Linked DNA regions of Xenopus tropicalis: region 2 is linked to region 1. Evidence: chromatin contacts called from public Hi-C data. All regions are on one chromosome and are shown on one strand. The core of a region is the stretch at or near the end of the contact, and the rest is flanking DNA. Distances in the headings are between cores, read along the strand shown. Region 1 overlaps hk1 (hexokinase 1). Region 2 holds the start of stox1 (storkhead-box protein 1).

Evidence for each region. Hi-C and Micro-C count contacts between places; a contact is called where the count stands out from the background.
Region 2: a contact with region 1 is called in a Hi-C map of gastrula embryo, with 2.0 times the contacts expected there. The contact joins the promoter of stox1 here to the enhancer-like site in region 1. A contact is called at or near these places in 2 of 5 Hi-C or Micro-C datasets (gastrula embryo and neurula embryo).

What each region holds. Positions count from the first base shown.
Region 1 is chr7:38,754,830-38,757,529 of UCB_Xtro_10.0, reverse strand. All of the region lies in intron 3 of hk1 (hexokinase 1), which reads left to right. Among named protein-coding and RNA genes, the nearest start is that of hk1, 32 kb to the left of the region's middle. Within about 2 kb of position 1,404, at least 2 of the 11 cell types and tissues checked have an H3K27ac peak or open chromatin away from gene starts, as enhancers often do. A contact at or near this core is called in gastrula embryo and neurula embryo, where this site is marked.
Region 2 is chr7:38,995,235-38,997,934 of UCB_Xtro_10.0, reverse strand. stox1 (storkhead-box protein 1) reads left to right here and starts at 1,266. Exons shown (of 4, transcript XM_002936869.5): 1 at 1,266-1,772. The coding sequence starts at 1,445.

The DNA.
Region 1 (2,700 bases), core at 155-2,654:
ATCAGCCTTACCATCCAGATAGTGTTTTTAAAACCAAATACAGAAAGTAAGAAAATAAAGCCAAATAATCAAAATTGCTTAAATTGCTACCATTTATAACCTAGTAAAAGGTTCCTAGGATGACTCGGCTTTTTAAAAAACTGCTGATTAATGCCTTCTGCTGTACAAGCAGACGGGCAGCTTTGGGATGCAATTAGAATTATTTAAGAGCCAGACAGCTGAGAAACACAATAGACTTTTGTTTTAATTTGTCAATGGGCCGTCTGCCCCTTACATCCCAGCTGACTGGCCATCTGCTGCTCAGAACCATTGGAACTGTACAAGGTTGGTGAGTGAGATAAACTAAGGGTGAGGGGAGCACGCACTCTTTCTCATTCAGGACAATCACATGTCACAGGAATCCCATGGGAACTATTTTCTGTTATCACTCTGTCAGTAGCCCTGTAGTTGGCTGTCTGTGTAAAAGTGGTTCCTGTTGCTATCTACATTGTACTTTGATAGGGGGGCATTTTTGTCTTTGACATAACTGGTAAATGTCCTAGCTGATAATATGTTCCATTAGGTTCATGTCACACCTCTTGCCCAACCTTTGCCTGTCCCTATACAATGCACACTGCCTGTGAGAGATCATGCGGGCACTTTCACAGGAAATATTGCTAGAATCTAACATTGGTAATGCATCTCCTATTCACTAAAATGGGAAGAACCTGCTTTCTGGCATGGGAAGTTTATCTCCTAGAGAGGGTGGTGGCATCAAAATGATAAGCGCACATAAACCTAAAATCAGTTGAGTCAGAAATTTCTAGGAGATTATAGGATTTCTTGGAGTTATTAAAACACTATTGGAAGTTAGATGCAGTAATTCAATGCCGATACGTGGAATAAATCACAATACAGCATATAATATTAATGCAATTAAGTTCATTGAACTGATAGTCCTGGAAAGGGGAACCTGTCCTGAATAGTTAGTGGTCATTAAATGCAGCTGTGATGACGTGCAGCTTTAGAAGGGATTGGGTAAATTGGGTTCCAGAGAAAGGGGCAGCTTTAGAGTAAAGACACATGGAGCTACATAGTAGCAGCTACTTGTCACGGCTACTAAATATGCGAAAATACTCTGCCATAGACAATACTGAGAATTGCCTCTGCTAAAACACAAATAGAGGCAATTATCAGTAAATGATCAGCATTGTCTGTTTTTGTAGCTGTGGCAAGTAGCTGCTACTAGGAGCTCCATGTGTCTTTACCTTTAGAAAAGGGTCTCCAGAATTCTGGATTTCAAACACAAATGTGTTGAAATGAGCAGCGGAGCTTAATGCACATGTTGGAGCAGCATAGAGGTAGATCAGTCCTGTCATTTAGTTAAGTGCAAGAGGGAAGGGCCTGGGACAATGGAAGAAGAATTTTAAATTACGTTGTAAATGCAGACTTTAATAGGGTCATTGTGAGTGAGATGTTTGTGAATGGGGAATGTGTATTGCTTCCGTTTCTTTCTGGGATGCAGGTGCTCTAAAATAGAATTTATTAAACTTGTTTTCTTATCCCAGTGATCAAAAACAGTCTGACACAGATAATATTAAATATTTAATTTAAGATTTTTAGGTTCAAAGGAATATTTTTCTGAGAAAGGGGTTTCTGAAGAGTTTTATATATTATTATTTACCTTGACCTGTATGTATTAGCAGTGATCAAAGCAGAAATTATTGGTGTGCGTACGTGAGATATACGGTGCGGGATTAAAAGATTGTAGGTTGCTAAATACCTAATCCTGTATCCTATAGGCCTGTGCCCTGTGTCAGCCTGTGGATTCATGTAGCATGTACTTAGCTGTGAGTTGGTGGCAGCCCTTTCTTAAAAAACACAGTTCAGTTATATTTTGCAGTTCTTATAGTATAATAAAAGTGCTGGGATCTGCTGGTTGGTATAAAACTCCTTTCTGTACCTGGTTAAAGGTGCACTAAAACCTTTCCATTTGTGGTTTTCCAAAACTGGGCATGTATAAATGATATTTCTGCTGCAGTGCTAACCCTGGATTTTATCATAGTCTTTCTTAACTTTGTTAACCTTCTAAATGTATCATTTGTGATCCAATATATCCGTATCCCCTAGTATCAGTCTGTATGATTTGCTGTTGTTTGGGACATTGGAGGATTGTGACAGGGAATAAAGGGCTTTTATAGACAAGGCAGAATCTGCAAGCAGAATTATATAGAAGCAAACAGGTACACACATACCCCTATATGTAACAAAAAGCACCAAGTAACCCATGGCAACGAATCGGATGTTTGCTTTTAAACAGGTAACCAGAAAATTCTACCTGCTAATTGGTTGCTATGGGTTACTGCTCTTGAGCAAACCTAGTGCCTTTTTATTTCTTAACCCTGATAGAATGATTTATTTTTCTGTTAATATATGAATTAACCATGCAATTCCTCTCTTCTTGCATTTGTAAGCAGGGATTCATTTAACCCTTTTAGTGCTGTGACTCTTTAAATTCGGAATACTACATATTGCCAGTACAACACAACATAGATTACAGATAAAGCTGGAAAAGTAGGATCTAAAGCACTGGTAGCACTATGGCACTAATGTGCTGACAATCTATGGCATTAGAAGGGTTAAAGGACACATAGCGCCATCTAGTGGCCTTAATATGCCTTAAAGTAATATTGTAAGTGTCATTTAGAAAGACTGGGGGAA
Region 2 (2,700 bases), core at 17-2,516, 240 kb before region 1:
GCTGGGAGCCATCTTAAGTTGGGAGCCTCTAGAGAGAGGAGCTCCCCTGTGAGTTAGTAGTTTCCCTGTGTTAGGACACTCTAGGAGTGCCATGTAGGGAGTGGAAGGTAAGAATGGGCCGCATTGCCCCTCCAGGAGTGTAGAGGATTAAGATCCTACCAGCATTACATCAGCTGGAAGTTTAGGGCACACAGTGTGTAGGTAAGGGAGAGATAGTCTCCAAGAGAAAGAGGACCCTGCTAAAGAGTAGCCTGGGTGTAGTACCGGGGATGAGTCTCTGTGGAGGGTCTGCTTGGCGAGAGTACCGGGGAGAGCCCTAAGAGAGGGTCTCTTGGCGTGTAGTACCGGAAGGACCTCCTAGAGGAGATCATTCTGGCGTGAGTACCCTGGGTACCTTTGAGCGAGGGTCTTGTGCATTGATGTAACCTGTGGATGTGCCCTGACTGTCTGATGATACACTCCTGGAGAGGTCTGCCCAATAAAGATCAATCTGTTCATTTGCAATCTGCTGTATTCCGTGTGTGTGTACCCAGGACCACTACAACTGGTAAGGAGTTACCCCAGGGAGGGGCAAATCAGCCTGCAGCCAGTGGATCCTATTGAGGGGTTAATACACTACATCAGTTCCCAGGGTGGGAGTTGTAGTTCTCCCATAGCAGAGCCCTGGGTGGAGGCACGCCATTATCAAAGAAATCCCTGCTTCCCCCATAGTAAGCGGGGCTCAGGACTCCTGGAAGCGCCAAAACAGAGTAATTCAGCAGGTAGTGCCACATCTGTTTATAAAGTGGGCTACACCTGCATTTCCATCCTTATTGCATATTCACCAATGGGTTGCTAGTTGCAACCCCCCATTATTTCCCACAGGTAGGGCAGAGATGGAACTTGCCCTTTCTCCTTACCCCAGCAGCTGCCATGCTTTTTCATAGGACAGTAAATTCAGTGCCCAACATGCTTATTGCTTATTACACATTGATAAAATACAAGTAAACTCTAATAAAATATATTTAAAAAAAGGGGGAGGAGGCTGTTGCCAACCAGAAAGCATATCTGAACCTCCAGTGTCATAATAAGCATCCAAGTAAAACGATTTTTCTTTTTTTGCTGGAAAGTATTCCCATTATAGAGATTGGTACAACTGAAGTTACATTCGTACAAAAGCGGCAAAATGATATCTCTTTAGGTTTTTTTTTCATATCACAGGTTTCACTTCCCCTTCGTTCCCATTCACTAGGATCAAACACCAAGGTGCTCGGCACAGACCCGCCCCTACCGCCTTTCCCATTCCCATAGGCCGAACAGCGACCGACGGGCAGCTGGCAACTCCGCCCCTAATTGCCTGCAGTAACCCGGGCAGCGGAGTGTTGGATGTGAGCGCAGGGAGAGCTGCGAATGAAGCCCTTTGACTCGCTCTATTCTATGCGCGTTAACGGGAAGCTGTAAAGGGATGATGTCCCGGGACAGGGTGGTCCAATTGGCCCCTAGCACTCTGGCCCTAGTGCTGTGCAGGGTAGAAGGCAGCAGGGAGGAGGAGAGAGGCAGCTGTGGGGAAGAAGAAGGGGGCAGACGGATCTTTAAGGACTTTCAGGCTGCGAACGTGAAATGTTTCTGGAACAGGAGGCTGGTCCGGGCCGTGTCCGAGGTGGCCTTTCAGGGGTGGTTGGAGAGCTGGGTGCTGTTGGTGGAGGGGCAGAGCGCTGAGCTGGAGGTGCTGAGAGATGCCTGGGTCCGGAGAGCGCTGCGGCCGCCCCGGGGCTTCATCATCAGAGCGCTGGGTGAGTACATGGCTAGCCTGTGGGAAGGCATCCTTATTGCATATTAACTGCTAGCTCGCTAATTGCAAACGAACCTTTTTGCTTCTGTCCTATTAACCCCTATCATTTCTCACAGCTACTGCAGAAATGCACCCTGCCTTACTATGCCTCTCTCTTTGTGCCCCCGTACCCCATTTTCCATTGGTACTGCAGTGCTCCATCTGAACTCTGCCGTTGTACCCCTTAGCTCTTCCCCATGCCTACTGACACTGTAGTGCCCCATCTGTGTTTCTGAACCCCTGTTGTGTCCCCCTTGTCACAGGAGCCCCTCAGCCTTTTCAACGGATATTGCAGTTCTCCATCCGTATTACAGAACCCCTGTATTTGCAGCTCCTTCCATTTTTTCCCCTCAGGTACTGCAGTGCCCCATCAGCCGTTCTGAACCCCAATATGTGTCCCTCCTATGCCCCAGAAGCCCCCATATTCTGTCTCTGGGCAGGACTGGGGCAGAGAGGGCATTTGCATGGGATCTCTTGGATAAAACACATGTGTCATTGTGTAACAGTTGCCAAATATTCTTTCTGTATGTGGTCCAACCTGCAGCCCTTATGCTGTTGTTGAACTTTAACTTCCACCTCGTTTATTCCAGTACTGTAGAGACCTCCCTTTCAGTCCCCCTTGTTGTGCACAAATCCATGAGCCAAGGCTTACTTGTTGCTCACTGACTGATATACCCCAAAGCAAGTTCACTTCCACTCATTGACTACTTTAATATTTCTGTTTGGGGGAGGGGGCATCTTCCCCAGTCATGTTTGGTTTACCTTAATCTTTTGCAAAATTAAGAACTTCATCAGCTGCCAAAATACAAATTTGGCGGGATTCTGGGAATTGTAGTGAAGCAATAAACCGAGCTGCAGATTGGATTGTTATGCTGCCCAGTGTTTTTTCA